2 separate regions of the Mus musculus genome follow, and region 2 is linked to region 1. A link is a contact called in public promoter capture Hi-C data. All regions are on one chromosome and are shown on one strand. Each heading gives the region's core, a stretch centred on a gene start, on an enhancer-like site or on the middle of the called end of the contact. The rest is flanking DNA. Distances are from core to core; before and after follow the strand shown. Region 1 overlaps Tbc1d14 (TBC1 domain family, member 14). Region 2 overlaps D5Ertd579e (DNA segment, Chr 5, ERATO Doi 579, expressed).

Region 1 (3,165 bases), core at 412-2,911:
AGTTTGGAGCTTGGCCATTGGCAACGAGTTGAACATCACTCACGGTGAGTGGCTTGTGTGGTTCTAGGCCTTGAGGTTCACCCTGGGTTTCTGGGGTCCCTTCTGTCCCTTTTGCCACATTAGAGCATACAGTAAGCACTGCCATGAAGCTCTGGTGGAAAGGCCAGGGAACTCTGCCTTCTCTGAGAGGTATCTGGGTAGTGGGTTGATGCTGGCTGCTCCAGATTCCTGAGAGGCCAGAGCAGGCTTCCTACAGAGGACAGCAGGCACAGCTCTCAGGCTCAGCGGGGTCGGCAGAATTCTCCTCAGTCAGGCAGGAGAGTGGAGGGTGCTTTGGTGTTTTTTGTTTTTAGCCCTAGAGAGGCCAGGGCTGGTATCTGTCTATGGGGCATAAGCATGTGAAGCAATGGAGGGATGGGGGTGGGGTGGGGTGGGGTGGGGGGACCTGTTCCCAGTGTTTATGGAGTTTATGAGGCTTCTCAAGCACCTAGCTCCATGGTCCAGTGCTTGACCAGCATAAGCTAAGCCCTGGGTTCCATCTCCAGTATTAGAACTTGGAGGGAAAACAAGTGGGCATGGTGGTACACAGTTGCAGTCCCAGCACTTGAGAGGCTGAGGCAAAAGGGTTGTGGTCAAGGTCAGCCTGGGCTACAGGGTGAGACCCTGACTCTAAGACAAAACAAATCCTCAAATTTCTCAAGTGCTTGGCTTTGGTGGCTCTGCCCTACCAGCCTAGATTGACTTACTTATGTATTTGTAGTACCCAGCAGGGCTCTGGGTGTCAGAGATCTAGAAGCACACAGATCAAACACGAAGCCTTAATACAGGGAAGTCCTGTTTCCTCCTGTTGAAAGTAAGCTGTTCTGGCAGGCAGGCGGGCCTCTCCTTCCTCTCATTAAGGTCAAGCTGCTTTTACTGTGGTAGACCCTCCAGTTTAAGGCCGATTGCTTGACCCTGACCCCTCTACTTAGGTTAATGTGTTCATCTTGACAGTGTAGCTTCTGCCATGGCAGTAGCTGTGTTCCGAGCAGTGTCTCCATGCTGAATAGCAGAGCTGTCAGTTAGGTGGTGACTGGCTTCCTTCAAGGAGGATGGCAGGGCAAGGAACCTTCTTCTCCAAACTCCTCTTCTGGCTAAATACTGCTGCCAAGATTTCACTGTAAGATCTTTGTATGAGAAGATGTGTGATGTGTGATGTGTGACTTGAAGTTGATCTGAGTTTCTCAGAGGAAGCAGTGAGACGTGGCTGAGCATGCAAAGACCTGTGTGCTTGAGAGTCTTCTAAACTCCACCAGCAGTCCTGTGGCTAAGGGGATGCAACGTGTAGTGCGGATGTATTTAATATGTACCTCTCACTGACACCTGGGGTTAATTTACTTAAATTAAGACCCATGATGAGCTAGATGATGAGCAGATGGTATGCATCTTGTCCAGGACCTGTACCTTGGTCCTGGCTCACTCTGTATAGCTTATGTCTGTCTGTGAATGCTGCATCCTGTCCTTTGTCCCCACTGGAATGGCCTCACTGCAATGCCATCTGCTCTGTCATTTGTGACCAGCCTAATTTTCTGCATGTGGCAGGCGCCTCTAAGGTGTTTGTTGAGTGAATGAAGGCAGCTTTCTGACCTTACCTTACTGTTTCTCCCAGCCAGTCTGAGACAGTGATTTGGGTCTGCTGGGTACCAAGCACCAGCTGCTGTTCAGTACCTCACGTCTCATTAAACACCAGCTGTGTCGGTCTCAGGCAGCTCTTGGGACCTCATTTTCTTCTTGAAAAAGGTTAGGCATTGTGTTCCATATCTGTGGCCAGTGTGCGTGGGGCCAAGGTTCTCATTCTACTTTTGGCAGGTTTTGAAGTTCGTTCTGACTTGGGAAGACCCAGGGTCCAATAGCACTATTAAGCTTCACTCTTGAGCAGGATTGGTGCTCATGCCTGCATCTTAGCCCTTGAGCTGTGTGTGTGTGTGTGTGTGTGTGTGTTGACAACAACAAAATCCAATAACAAATAAGCAACCCCTTTCCCCAGAAAAGCAAAACATCCAAACCTCACATCTAGGAAAGACAGGCTTATACTTTGAAATTGGGGCTGGGGCCTGGTAGCATTGCTTAGCAGGAAAGGCACATAGCATGCAAACCTAGTGCTCTAAGTTTGATCCTGAAATACATACAAGGGGGGGGGGTGGGGAGAGCTGACTCCAAAGTTGTCTCTGGCCACATGTATGTTGTGGCACATGTGAGTTCTTCCCCCATCACACACTTGTGTATGCACAATAAGTCGAATTTTAAAAAGAGGTTGGGGTTGGGGGTCCTGAGAGAAAAGTGTCACCTTTCTACCACGACTATAAAACTGTGGGGGAGGTTCTGTGAGCTCAGACGTGGACACATTTATAGCCAGTCTCTCCTAACAGGTTCTTCACTTGTGAGGTAGAGCCCTAATGGGCACGTGCTGTTGGAATAGCATTCTCATACACTGTGTGAAGGCTCTCTTTGTATTCTTCTATGCTGATGTCTGTCCAGTAGCTGAGGACCGTCCAGATGTTGGTGGTGTTGTTCTTATGCACCATCACCTGCTGGGCTTTTTTCAGGAATGGAGGGTAGAACTTCCAGGCAGAGATAAGGACTCTGGGAGAAGAATTGAAGAGGCAGGAAGACTCACCAGTGGGATGCAGAGGAGGTCTGATGTGCCTGGAGGCACACCGAGGGTTCCAGAAAGTCCGGCAATAAGCAGGCCCTGTAGTAGTTTTGTGTGCTCCTCTGAGAGTGACAAAAATGTTTTGACCCAAGCCCTAATTTGGATTCTGAGCCTGACTTTTCCAGGAAGTCTTAATAGTCCCATTAGGTTAAGTTGCAGCGAATTCCCAATTGTTCAGCTTTTAAGAAGAAAAAGCTGGGGTTTCCCAAATCGAACATGTGCTTCTAAACCTGCCAGCCAGCCCACCTAGAGATTGAGTGGGCAAAGGTCCCAGAGCATGCTCTCGACCCCAGCCCTGGACACGTCTGTGTTTCTCTTTAGAGTACAACATACTAAAGTGTCATAACTGTGCTGCTTTGCCGTGGCATGTCAGCATAGGTTGCATGCATGTTAGAGCTGTCATAAAGCCAGAACAGGACCATTAGGACAAGTTACACTTAGTACAATTCGTGAAGGCAGCTGTGCTTGCCTCT
Region 2 (2,783 bases), core at 179-2,678, 100 kb before region 1:
ACATACAGAATTTAGAAATGACACTGGTACTTAAGTAACCTGGGTTACAATGAGCTCTGTCTGACAGGTACATCACCCGTGTGCTAACTAGGTGAGCTTTGAGAGAACTGGAGGTATTCTTAGGTTATAGAGCTGGGAAATAGGCATATCCCTGTGTGCGGTAGGGCAGGAATTCAGAGCCAGATGTGGAGATATCAAACTAAATCTCTACCACCTACCTCTGTTCTCAGAGAAGTAAGAGGTAGTGCCATGTACTTCTAGGAGGACAGGTCCTTATTGTCCATGGGACCTGTTGGGCATGTGGGCTACCAGTCTCTATCACTTGTACAGTGGGTGAGAGCAGATGACTGTCCAGTGAGTGTCTAGCCTTGCTTCCAGGGGCTGCCTTCTAAGTAGCTCCAGTTCATGCCTACCCTGCTCATGCTCACTGCATGTTAGTGTGCTCTTGCTCTGCACAGCACTTCCCAGATGCTTTGGACACTTGATGGTTGAGTTGGTACAGTGAAGAGAGGCCAGGCAGGGTACCACAGCAGAGTCACCGCATCTTGTTCCCACAGGTGTTCCTGTGGGCTTTCTAGAACATAGTACGCTTTATCCTTTGTCCCTTCTTAAGACGCCTTTAGATAAGTATTTTCCAGCAAACCTATGGATGTGATAGACTATGGCAGTATAGGTAGAAATGGAAATGAAATTTCTTAGTTTTAAATGAACTCTAGAATACTTGCCAGCATATGATAGTATGACGGATGACTTTATGCTTCTCAGTTTGCTATTAGGATACCGTGATGACCTAATGATTATTAAAAATAATAACTAGAGTAGGTTCAGTCTCCAGTACTGTTTTTTTAAAAAATGTGTGTGGTATTGGTGGTATGTGTTTCTCTTGTGTGTGGGGGGGGGAGGGGGGGTGCATACACACATGCAGGTAAAAAAAAAACACATTAGCTAAGGAAAGAAAACAGAAACCTGATCAGTAAAGCTTGATTTACACAAAGGAAGGAGTAAAGCACTGTTTCTTAATGCTGCTTGTATTTGAAAACATAGGCATTTTTATATATAAAGATATATACATATGGACATATACATATGCTCTTTGAATGAATGATAATATATTGTTTATTGTTTGTATATATATTGCTTTTATATGTACTAGTTGTGTGTCTGTGTAGTTTATACTAACTAAAAGATAATATGAGTACCCTGCTCACAGGTTGTCATGGCCATTCTGCAGGCCTGAAAAATAGTAGCCTATTTTAGAGGTTGGAAGGAGTTTGGTAAGCAGTCCCCAGAGGTTCCATGTTCTGCACTGGAGATAGCCCCAGGTTTGCAAGCAGTGACATAGGCTTGTTGTACAAGACAGCGTGTGGCGTGTCAGCTGACACCCGTGTTAGTTTCTGTATCCTGGAGAAGTGGATTATAATTGCGGGCCTCATTACACCTTGACCGTTATGGTAAGCAGACTTCAGTGATGGGATTGTGCAGTCTACCACTGTTGAACAATTGTCTGCCTGTTTTTTAGAGCTGTAAGAAAGAGGCAGCTGTCCTCTGACCTATTTTCTCTTTTCCCTCTTAAAGACTGGGATATTCTGCAGATAGAGAGTAACTGTGGGTATTTACAATTTACCTTCCTATCTGAAATCTGTTTCTTCTAGCCAAAACTCTGTAAAGGGGGCTTTTTTTAAAAAAGAAAAAGAAAAAAAGAATATCTGCCATACTTTGCTGAGTCATTTTGAGTTCGGCGAATGGGTAAAGTTTATTTTTAGCTCTTGGAGTCACAGAGCGGAGGCACAGGAACTTGGGTGGCTCTTCTGTGTGCATCTGGCCAGCTGTGTCCTTTCAAAGAGACAAAATCCAACCCAGACATAGCATGTCCCTGAGTAAATCCAAAGTTTCTAAGAAACACTGTAACTCTTCTGTCCATTGTACAATATTTTTTCTGTTTTCTTGCAGAAAAAAATGAGAATTTAGAATGAGTGAAAGATATGTACTTGTGCTGTTTCAAGTGCAAATTTTCTTTGAAGCTTGCCTCACTTTATCTTCAGTACCAGATCCTTTCACGCCCTCTCCGTATGCCTGTGGAACTTAAGAAACATGTTCTGTCCTTGCACACTTGTTGGTACTGGGCACTGAATTCTGGTTGTCTGCTTGGTGGCAAGTATCTGTACCACCAGCCGAACCGCCTCACTGGTGGGCCCTGTGTGGTTGGGTCCATCTCTTAAAATAACCGAGAGCTCCCATGTGTGCTTTCAGCATTGGCCTGTGTTCTGTATGGCTCTTTCTGCTGGAGTTGTGAGAGTTCACTTTAAAAAAAGAAAAGAAAAGAAGAAGACAAGGAAGGGAAAGGGAAGGGGGACCTACTTTGTTTTCTTTAGGCTCTAATCTTCTAGAGACTAAGGAGGTTTTGTAACCCCTGTGTTAAATTTGTATAAAACCATGATTATAAAGAATCTTAAGGTTGCTTTTGTGGGTGACTAACTTTTGTCCAATGATGGACACATAGATCTTTGGCCTTGTTGAGCAAGACAGAAGCCTTTCTTGGAGAGCATTCACATTGCCACAATGTATCAGTAAGTCCCACTTAGTGTCCTTCATTAGTAAGATGCTTATGGTAAGCTGGGCAGTGGTGGTACATGCCTTTAATCCCAGCACTTGAAAGGCAGAAGCAGGTGGATTTCTGAGTTCCAGGACAGCCAGGGCTACACAGAGAAATCATGTATTGAAAAACCAAAAAAGAAAAAAGAAAAGAAAAGAAAAAATACTTACAGTAGGTTAGCTTTACCGGT

Evidence for each region. Capture Hi-C pulls out chosen DNA fragments and counts their contacts.
Region 2: a promoter capture Hi-C map of pancreatic islet shows a contact between it and region 1. The contact joins two enhancer-like sites. A contact is called at or near these places in 2 of 484 Hi-C or Micro-C datasets (embryonic fibroblasts and nephron progenitors), 1 of 115 datasets of contacts at active chromatin or transcription factors (double positive thymocytes) and 4 of 9 other capture datasets (adipose tissue, liver, macrophages and 1 more).

The regions. Positions count from the first base shown.
Region 1 is chr5:36,516,152-36,519,316 of GRCm38.p6, reverse strand. Tbc1d14 (TBC1 domain family, member 14) reads left to right here. Exons shown (of 14, transcript NM_133910.3): 7 at 1-44. Among named protein-coding and RNA genes, the nearest start is that of Gm32528, 5.3 kb to the right of the region's middle. Within about 2 kb of position 1,661, at least 13 of the 459 cell types and tissues checked have an H3K27ac peak or open chromatin away from gene starts, as enhancers often do. A contact at or near this core is called in pancreatic islet, where this site is marked.
Region 2 is chr5:36,619,871-36,622,653 of GRCm38.p6, reverse strand. The region is part of intron 3 of D5Ertd579e (DNA segment, Chr 5, ERATO Doi 579, expressed); the gene reads left to right. Among named protein-coding and RNA genes, the nearest start is that of Tbc1d14, 39 kb to the right of the region's middle. Within about 2 kb of position 1,428, at least 122 of the 459 cell types and tissues checked have an H3K27ac peak or open chromatin away from gene starts, as enhancers often do. A contact at or near this core is called in pancreatic islet, where this site is marked.